3 separate regions of the Mus musculus genome follow, and regions 1 and 2 are each linked to region 3. The links are chromatin contacts, called in public Hi-C maps. All regions are on one chromosome and are shown on one strand. The core of a region is the stretch at or near the end of the contact, and the rest is flanking DNA. Distances in the headings are between cores, read along the strand shown.

Region 1 (3,374 bases), core at 592-3,091, 1.8 Mb after region 3:
TAGGTAACAGCAGAGCCAGGAGATTGTTTATTTTAATAAAGCTATTCTATGTACGGCCTCAAATTAGGAGTGGCACCGAGACCAGGGAATGTCTAAACCATCACCACCTGTTTGCCCTGAAAAATCAATTAAAGCCACATTTTCATAGCAGCCACCTTCTAACCAATAAAATGTAGACAGCTCCGCCATCCCATTCCCGTGTTTCTCAGAGGGAACATGCTGGAAACCTACATCCTTAGTCTCACCTTACCTCCCAGCTCACATCTATGTGAACTAACCACTGTAAGAGCAGTCCTGGGTTGGGGGAGGGGGGGGAAGGGTCTCTGTATTGGGACTGCAGGGGAGAGAGGAAGGTGCTTGAGAAGCGGAGGAAGGGATGTCAGAGCCCATCAGCTTTATATCAAGAAACCTTCCTCTTCCGAGTGAACTACATCATTTCTTCAAAGAGTTTTATTCTCCCCCCCCCCAACATGCACACACCCACTTCAAAACAGAATTCTGCGCTGCATTTTCTGAGCAATAGAAGAGCTCCAACTTTGGAAGTTGAAAGCAAGGGCAGAAAAGCCATCACAAGTGTTTTAGTAATTAAACGAATATGCATAATGAACCATATGCCCAAAGGGCCTGTTCTTCATGTGGGCCAGATTTTTGTTTGAATTTTTAATTTTTATATACAGATGAAACATTCAGCGCAATCTACCAACGGTGTGAGATAACACGCAGAAAGAAAAAAAAAATGTGTGAGAAGAAGTCCTCGGTGTAGAAGCAGGGGCCAGGGATCCTCGAGAAGCACCCCCTCTGCAGATTCTCATTCAAATGTGTTTTTCTCCCTCCAGCGATTGTTCTCATCGTCTGCTTAGCGTCTTGAAGACACACATATAACGCACACACTGACAGCTTTATATGGGACAAGTAAAATACCGTGTTGTCGGCTAAGAAGTGTGAAAAATCCCAAGGGACAAACAAGGATTTCTTTTTAAAAAAATGTTCCTCCACACCCATCACTCAGGACCATCGTGAATCATGGGGAATCCTCCCAGGTCTCTTTCACACACCACATAAACATTATACTGTGGGCTCCAGGCCACATACGCAATCTGTATTCACGGTTAGGATGGATCTAAGATGGATCCGTACCTCTCAGTGATGCAATGGTGTCTAGTGGGGAGAGAACATCCAGAGAGGGGTGCATACCTGCCCTCCCCACTCCTATAGCCATGCTAATTACAAATGTAACAGATGCGATGTACTCTGCCAAACACACAGATAACCAGGATTCCCTACAACACCATGTGAATGAGTTTGTCAAGCCTTCATTTTAGGTTTGTTTGTTTGTTTGTTTGTTTTTGTATCATTCTGGAAAGAGCATATTGTTTCATGGGCTCCTATATAAAACTTAGTAAATGCACTCCAAAGCTGGGAAGGGGGGCTTTGTAGAAATGTGCTTATATGTTATTGAAGTTTGCAATGAAAGCCTATCAAGCCCTCTTTGTAGATAGGTCTTGTAAACATTTTAGAACATGTGTTTCTGTGTGTGTCCCTGTGTGTGCATGTGTGCATGTGCAAAAGAGTATAAGTATTATGAGAGTGCATTTCTATGCATGTGTGTATTTGAGGATGTGAGTGTGTCTGTGTATAGGTATGAGTGTGTGTGTGTGTGTGTGTGTGTGTGTGTGTGTGTGTGTGTGTTGGTAAAGGAGGAAATTCAGAGATGGTAAAACTCACATGTTTAACTCACCTACTGATCTAACCCTAATATATAAAATGCCACACAGCATCCCAGCACTGAGATGAGATGATGAAAGCCTTGGGCCAAAAATCAATGCAGACCTTTGGACTCTTTTTTTGTGCCCCATGGGACACAGTGGTGCTGTCCTTACAGGGTGCACTCCAGGGTATTTAAAGAGCAAGTGGGAACTGTGTTGAAATTATCATCTCTGGTTACTTTCAACCCTCATTAGGGATGTGTGCCTTCCAGACTAGTGAGGATACTTGATCTAGTGGTCTAGGTGGGAAGACAGAATACATTTCAACTGTAGCAGAAGACAAAAAAACTGCCAAGTTGAGTCACCTCTCCTGACTGCTTAAATCCTTTAAGGAAGTGTGTGAGCAATTAGAGAGGGAGTGTAATCTTTACGGAGTGCATTAACACTCCCCGACCTCCCAGACAATAGATCAGACCACAGACACATAATGCTTCCCTAAGGCTTTTTAGCCAGTGTATTTGATCTCTTAGTCATTCGGGGGCCCTGATACTATAGGTAGCATCCACCTCCAAGGCATTCTTTATGGGCACCTGTGTCTACTGCAGAGGCTGGACTTCAATCAAGCAGAAAGCTGGATTGCCACCACAATCTGTAGCAAAATCTGCACCCCATCTTTTCCTAAGCTAGGAAGCTGGGTCTGTAAAGTAAGTGAGTTACATTAAGATATGCATAGGTCATTTGATGGTCATGGGACAGAGATGGGGGTATCCCCCACAAAACATGCCAGGCCTTTGCTCTTAAAATTAACTTCAAAATAGATCTCTTGAAGAAATCCACATGTGAGTGTTGAACAGTTATATGCAAAAGAAAGAGGGGGATCAAATACAGTCCTTACACTGCAGGCTTTTAAATCTCCTTCTGTCCTGCAGGCTTCTCTGCAGGACAACTGGCCAAGCAGTAACCTATTTCCGGATGAACACATCCTCTCTGACTGTTAATCTCACATAAACATTTTCGAGAACTGCTTACCACGATATATTTTTAATGGATTAGATTCTGGTCAGCCGCTAACAGAGCCGAGAACTGAATATTCTTCATATGAAGGCTGCAAAATAGGTTTTCAGGGGGTCAGACTTGCCTTCTACTGGTCTCCCTCATGAGTTATTGAAAGAGCAATTGAAGCAAAATATAAGAAGTCCAGTTTTTCTCTTCTCTCTTCTCTCTTTCTCCCTCCCTCCCTCCCTCCTTCTTCCCTCCCTCTCTCCCTCTCCTTTTCTCCCTGTTTTCTATTACAAGATGGTCTGGATCTAAGGGAACAGTAGACAGACCTTATTGGAATTTGAACTTTATCATATGGCTTAGCAGACAGTTCACTAGAAAGACTATGACAGAAATTCAGACAATTTCCCCAGGACCGTCACAGTTGTCCACCGATGACACTCAACTTCTAAAGCCTCAAGCACTTAAACCAAAATAATTACATTTCCTTAGAATCACGGCAGTTCCCTTAGAAAATGTGCACTGCAAGGCTTTTTTTAAAAAATGAGGCTAAAAGAAAATAGGAGAACCGGAATTAGCTGTGTGTTTAAGCGAATCACTTTAGAGTCAGTGTGTTCAAGCTGAAACCTAAAAAAATTGCAAATGAATACATGTCCTTACAAAAATTGC
Region 2 (2,905 bases), core at 163-2,662, 1.5 Mb before region 3:
ATAGAATGACCAGCCTGACTCCAATCAGGCTGCGTAGTAGTATTCAGTATCCAGTAGAATACAGGCTGCAGAGTAGGACCTAGCCACACCATAGATCTTCCGATTTCTTAGTGGATTACCTGTTTTCATAAGAATCTCAGGTGACGCTCCTCAGAGACATTTTACTCTGAAGTTTGCTGTTTTATATTTGGTAAAGGAGAGTGCAGCACGCTGTGAAATTTCAATTTAAAATAACAAAATTTCCGGTTAAAATATACCCAACACATTTCAAGGACCTTACGAACACAAGTGATTTGTTGTTTGTTAGGCACACATTTCCTTGGGTGTCTTGTGTTTTATCAATGACTCTCCTGGTCCCTATGTAAGTCCCTTACATGGACAGGTGGCTGGTATTTCCAGTGCTCAGGGGAATATGATAAAGGATTAGTGGTCAAGGTTCTGGCTCCTTTATCATGGGATTTATAACATTCAAGATGCAAGGAGCAGCCACTCATGCTTATAGATGCAAAACTTCTTGGTGTCAGGTGGCTTCTCCTACCTAGAAGGTTCAAGGCAAGTTATGCAGACAAAAGCAGAGCCATGTTTTTAGCTGTGTAAAGAAATGGAAGTGGGGAGAGTGAACAGAGCAACCTGTGTGGGTTGCGATTTAAATGTGGTCCAGTCTCTGAGACAAGATTTTCATTATCTTGAGCTATTTCCTTGACTCTTTTGTTTCTTTCTCAAGAGTTAGTGTTTGGGGACTTACTATCATTGAATAAAAATTAAATTTTCTTTAAAAATAATTTGTTCTTAAGAAACATTCATGCCACTTGGCTAAGAAGAACGTCCTCACAATAGAAGTGGTTTGAACTGCTGTCCTCAGCAGATTGCCAGGACAAGGATGAGTTGGGGTTCTCTGTCTGGAGTGTTTCTAACTCTCTCACTGCCCACACATCCATGCACACAACTTGCCATGAAATACCTGGGCTTGCCAAATACCAAGAAGAGAGAAAGTAGCTGGAATTGGTTGTGGTGCTTGCCTGAAGTCCTGGCACTTGGGAAATGGAGGAAAAATAATGAGTTCCATACTAACATGGGCTACATAGTGAGACTTAGTCTCAAAAACAGACACAAAAACAATATCAAAAGCAAGCAAACATAGACAAAACAAAAGGAGAAGATGAAGACAAGCTAGTCATACCCAAAGAGCCCTCCGTAGCTAGTCGTGATGATTAACATTGTCAACTGGATTTTTGGTATTACGGTCAATGTCCCCTTCCTTTCATTTGATCCTATAACCAGAAGTAGGGCTTGTTGCTCAGCCAACAGGCTAAACTGTGCGACTATGTGAAGGATGGGGCCAGTCTGTGCCTTCACTGGGTACGATCCAGAGAGAGGCATAGAGAGCCGGGTGAGTCAGTGAAACTTGGCTAGACTTAACTGTAGATGTGTCACTGGGAGGCATGCTGCAGCTCCATGGGTAAGAATTGACTGTCATAGATTGTATCTTCTGGGCGAAATGTACTAGATGAACTACAGATTGTATTTTCCAGGCCGTGATGATTCATGCTTGCAATTGCCGATCTTTGGGGACAGCTCCCACTGGAACAGACACCCCCAGTTTTCCTTAACTCAAAATTAGTCATGTATCCCCTGGAACTCGATGTTTTATTCCCCCTTCCCCCTTTTCTTGGATGTGCATTGTTCAGAGATCTGTGTGCTGTGCATTCTCAATTTTTTTTTCTTTTTACTGTGCCTTTAATGCAAAGTGAGCCAGTTTCAGTGCTCAGATTTTAAGCAAATGTCTTTTTCTGGTTGAAATGACAAAAGACCCTAAAAGACAACTCTTTGATCAGCACCGTCAACTATTGGATGATACTTTTGTTCGACACCAGTGCAGCTTGCAGAATGTTTATTTGGCAATTGGAAAAAGGTCACCATTTTAAGGCAGTTCAGAAACCAAATGTTCCCGTAATATGGCAGATTTCACACAATGCACCCCTTGGCTTGGCTGCTTTGGAATCTGTGCTTTTGACAAGCTTGAGCTATCTTAGCTGCGTGTGTGCATGTGTGTGTGTGTGTGTGTGTGTGTGTGTGTGTCCACATTTGTCTACCTGGGGTCAGCTACAGAGTCTTTGGTTATAGGCCTATGCATGACACACATTGAGCTCTCCACAGTAAGAACATTTATACCCTGAGGTGATTGCTTGAAATCAGGGAAGAGGCTGGTGGGCAGAATCTCCGAGCTAGGTGTAACATATGTAGAGACAGAACCGCATGTGCAAAGAAGCTTGAATCAGGTTTTTTATCTTTCCCCTACCCAATCCTGCGTGTTAAGCAGCATTTGTATAATCCCTCCTGAAGTAGATAGAAAACCCTCTTTAATTAGCTCCTGCAGGCTGTGTCTCTTTACTGCCACCTGTCGTTCAGGAGAAGATTATGCTGGGACAGGGTGTGAGGAGAGGAGAGAATTTTTTTTTTTTTTTTTTTTTGGTCAGGCATTCAGCTCACTACCCTAAAGAGAACTCCACGAAGCCAGGCAGCCGAGCTTGCCCACAGCCAGCAGTGAGAGCTGAAGGATGATTTTTTTTTTTGCCTTGACCTAGAGCAAACTACTTACTTGGCAGCCGACATTACTCATTTAGAGTCTCAAAAGAGCACGTTCCTCATTCATTCTAATAGAAACAGCATCTTAGAGGTGTCCACTGCGTTTTCAAATGAAATCAAGAATGGCTCCTGTAAGTAAAATTCTTCTGAGGACCAGAATTGTGCCAAACATCAGCACAACATTTAATATGCTCATTACAAATTGAAAGAAGGAGTTGAAACTAATTGCAGCTTTGGGTGGAAGTCCTAGTCATTCCAAGTTAACTCAAATGGTCCAGTATATACATGATATTTATTTTTGCTTCTCTTGGGTGTAGTA
Region 3 (2,989 bases), core at 367-2,866:
TGCTGAGGGGAAAGGTTTTAAAAATATATCAGCACCCCTCTTTCCAGAACTCTCTCTCTGCCTTTGCAGCCACTTATGGGCTATGGAGACCCCATAGGCTCCCCTCTTTGTCTTCTGGGCTAGATATTCACTCCTTTATTCTCACGAAGCAGGGAGGCCAAAAAAGAGTACCAATAGCCTAAGGGACTGCCCCAGAGACAGGCAGGGACATAAATGGTGACACTTTGACAGAAGCAGCAGTTTCTGCTCCATGTAAATGATTACTAATGAAATAGTGGGGTTTGTTTTGTTTTATTTTGTTTGAGAGAGAGATAGAGAGAAAGAAAGAAACAAGAGAGACCCCCCCCCTGCACTGGCTGTAAAGAATAAAATTTGCCTTTGTTGGGAAAACAGTGTACTTTGGTAGATATTAAGCCGTTTTCCTTCTTGGGTGTAAGGCTACAGGAGAAGAAAAAGAAAGTAATGAGTGAAAAAGTCACTTGTAAATAATACAATTAAAAAGTAAATTTATTAACAAAATCCTAAAACAAAGCTAAAAACAGGAGACAAGAAACTGTTGGGAAGGCAAGGAGGAAGTAGAAAAAAAAATCTGTGAGTATCACTGAAGAATTCAAAGGATAAACTGGAGGCAAGAGCAACTGCCATTCCTTCTGACATTCCTAACTAGCCTGCTTTCTTGTTAAAAGGAGGGGAGCAGCTAGCCCTGAAGGTTGTAGTTTTATACTTGTATTTTAGCAACAAGTATCAAAAGATCTAAACTAATTGATTGCCGAGTTCCTTGGCCCTCCTCCAAACAGCAATATAGATTTAATTGTATGTTGCTTAAAACTCCATTTCTTGAACAGTGTGAAACATGTAATAAAAGCCATACGCCGTATCGAAGATTTTCCCCCTCTGCAAAAGCATAAATACTCAACTGACACTTGGAAGGAAAAAACATAGCTAATACCCCTAATGGGTTAAATTGGGGGGGGGGAGATCTGAAAGGGGTAGCTACATAATAAAATTTAAACTGTTAATCCATTTTAACTCATTCAAAATAACCTGCGGTTGTGGGTGGTGTTTTACTCCGGAGGGGTCATGGCGAGGAGACCCCACACCATACACCTGACTTGTTCTGAAGCGTTCCATCAAAACCGCATTCCACTTAAGGAAAGTTCTGCCCTTTCTCGAACAGGACTAGAACAAATTTGAAAGTTGTATCCCAACTACGGGGCCAGGAGTTCTCTGGCCAAGAGCCGTGGGAAGGCATTCAGCCGCTCTTGCTCTCCTCCGGCTTCAGTCTCCATGCAGACGTTGCCGTTGCCGAGAGCTCTTTAACAGCGCTGCGACAGCCTCCTTCTGCCCCTCCCGGACAGGCCCTATTCGCCCCATTGTCCTCTGTTATCCGTGACCCATAGTGGCTGTCCCAGTCTAAAGCCAACCCAGGTGCCTCCTCCGGCAACAGCTTCACGAAGAAGGGAAGAGCCCCGGCGCCACGCCTGCGATTTGGTCCGGGATCAAGCGCTGCAGCCAAGTTCCTGGCCGCCAGAAAGCAGGAGGCTCCGCGCATCGCGGGCCATGCCCTGTCGCGGCCACGAGGGCTGGCTGCAGGCGGAGAGCTGTAAAAATCCACGTGAGCCGCCCCTCCTCCTGCTGCCCGCAGCGGCCCCTGACACTGCAGCATTGAAGCCAGTCCGGAGGTCCCCAAGGTCTCCAAGTGTGACAGTACTCGGCATAGCGGGTAGATGGCACAATTTTCTAACATTTAGAGAGAGGAACCCACGCTGGGAGCAATAAGTCCATTTAAAAGCCCTTTATTTAAGAGGAACAAAGATAACTGACAAGCGGAGTACAGAGACATCTCAATGAAATTTCCAAAGAAGAAAGAGAATTCAGAAGCCAACGCAAATGCGAACTGGGCTTGATGGAACAGGCCAGCACTAACCCCTCCTCGGAAAAAAGGGGGTGGGGGAGGAAGAGAAAAGACAAAAAGAAAAGAAAAGAAAAAGAATAAAAATATAGTAGTTCATGGGACCGTGGGTGTTAAAGATCACAACCCAAACCAATTTCTGAAAATCCATGGTCCAGAGAACTTTAAATGACCAGGTGGACAAGGCAGGGTCAGGTTGTGAGGAACAGGATCAGGTTAGAGGAAAAGGTCTAGAAGTTTTGCCCCACTCTTGAAGGCTACCTCTGGTTGGTCTTAGTGGGATTAAGGAGTGTGAGGTAAGGTGGATAGACATACTCGCCTCTCCGGAGGCCTGAAGACCAGAGGCATCTGTCCTAGAGCTGTGCCCTAACTCAGTCAGACAGCATCCCAGGCCTTGAGAATCTAGTCAAAGCCAGAACATTTAAGCTACACAATTGCAGACTCAGGAGCAATCGCTATCTCTGCCAAACCAAGAAGGATGCTGGAGCACTCAGTGATGTCACACTTCATTCTGCCCTTAGAACCTTTGCTCCCCACCTGTAAATCTGTAGGCCAGGTACCTACACACTCTCCAAGAGAGGAAGATCCAAGGCCTTTGACAGAGGAGGAGGGATTTAGACACCAGGAGATGGATGAGACCTCCCCTCTGGTCCTCCTGGGTCTGAGTTGGCCCCGACGACCCTGACCTGCCTGCCTAGCTTTGGGAAGGGACACAGCGGCTAACGCCCGCAGGGGGTCAAATGATTGTATTTGGGTGGGTGCTCGCCGACGTATTTGCTGAGTAAACCTCCCTCGCTGTGCTGAAGGCGAATCCCCGTTGATAAATCCATCATTACCGTTTGGATTCAGGGAGGCAGCCGCGCCACTAAATTCATCTTACATTTGTAGCGCTTTAATAGACATTTATTAAATGCTTTTAGAGAGAGGCATGGGGCGCGTGATTACATCCTAGTTATAGACAGAACATAAAGACCCACGTTAACACCCATTTGCAGGAAGGAAGGAAGAGGTGGGGAGGGGGGTGGTAAGGCAGAGGGATGAAGCGTGGAGAGATGGGGAGGGCGGGGGCCATCGAGC

Evidence for each region. Hi-C and Micro-C count contacts between places; a contact is called where the count stands out from the background.
Region 1: a Hi-C map of pancreatic cancer cells shows a contact between it and region 3, with 6 times the contacts expected there. The contact joins two enhancer-like sites. A contact is called at or near these places in 12 of 484 Hi-C or Micro-C datasets (cardiomyocytes, cerebral cortex, cortical neurons and 8 more) and 12 of 115 datasets of contacts at active chromatin or transcription factors (VIP interneurons, astrocytes, craniofacial prominence and 9 more).
Region 2: a Hi-C map of cortical neurons shows a contact between it and region 3, with 2.4 times the contacts expected there. The contact joins two enhancer-like sites. A contact is called at or near these places in 7 of 484 Hi-C or Micro-C datasets (cortical neurons, embryonic fibroblasts, nephron progenitors and 1 more) and 7 of 115 datasets of contacts at active chromatin or transcription factors (astrocytes, craniofacial prominence, embryonic forebrain and 4 more).

What each region holds. Positions count from the first base shown.
Region 1 is chr7:72,145,205-72,148,578 of GRCm38.p6, forward strand. The region is part of intron 17 of Mctp2 (multiple C2 domains, transmembrane 2); the gene reads right to left. Among named protein-coding and RNA genes, the nearest start is that of Gm36696, 36 kb to the left of the region's middle. Within about 2 kb of position 1,842, at least 7 of the 459 cell types and tissues checked have an H3K27ac peak or open chromatin away from gene starts, as enhancers often do. A contact at or near this core is called in pancreatic cancer cells and stem cell-derived motor neurons, where this site is marked.
Region 2 is chr7:68,832,224-68,835,128 of GRCm38.p6, forward strand. No RefSeq gene overlaps it. Among named protein-coding and RNA genes, the nearest start is that of Gm34612, 41 kb to the left of the region's middle. Within about 2 kb of position 1,413, at least 21 of the 459 cell types and tissues checked have an H3K27ac peak or open chromatin away from gene starts, as enhancers often do. A contact at or near this core is called in cortical neurons, where this site is marked.
Region 3 is chr7:70,344,760-70,347,748 of GRCm38.p6, forward strand. No RefSeq gene overlaps it. Among named protein-coding and RNA genes, the nearest start is that of Gm29683, 8.4 kb to the left of the region's middle. Within about 2 kb of position 1,617, at least 70 of the 459 cell types and tissues checked have an H3K27ac peak or open chromatin away from gene starts, as enhancers often do. A contact at or near this core is called in cortical neurons, pancreatic cancer cells and stem cell-derived motor neurons, where this site is marked.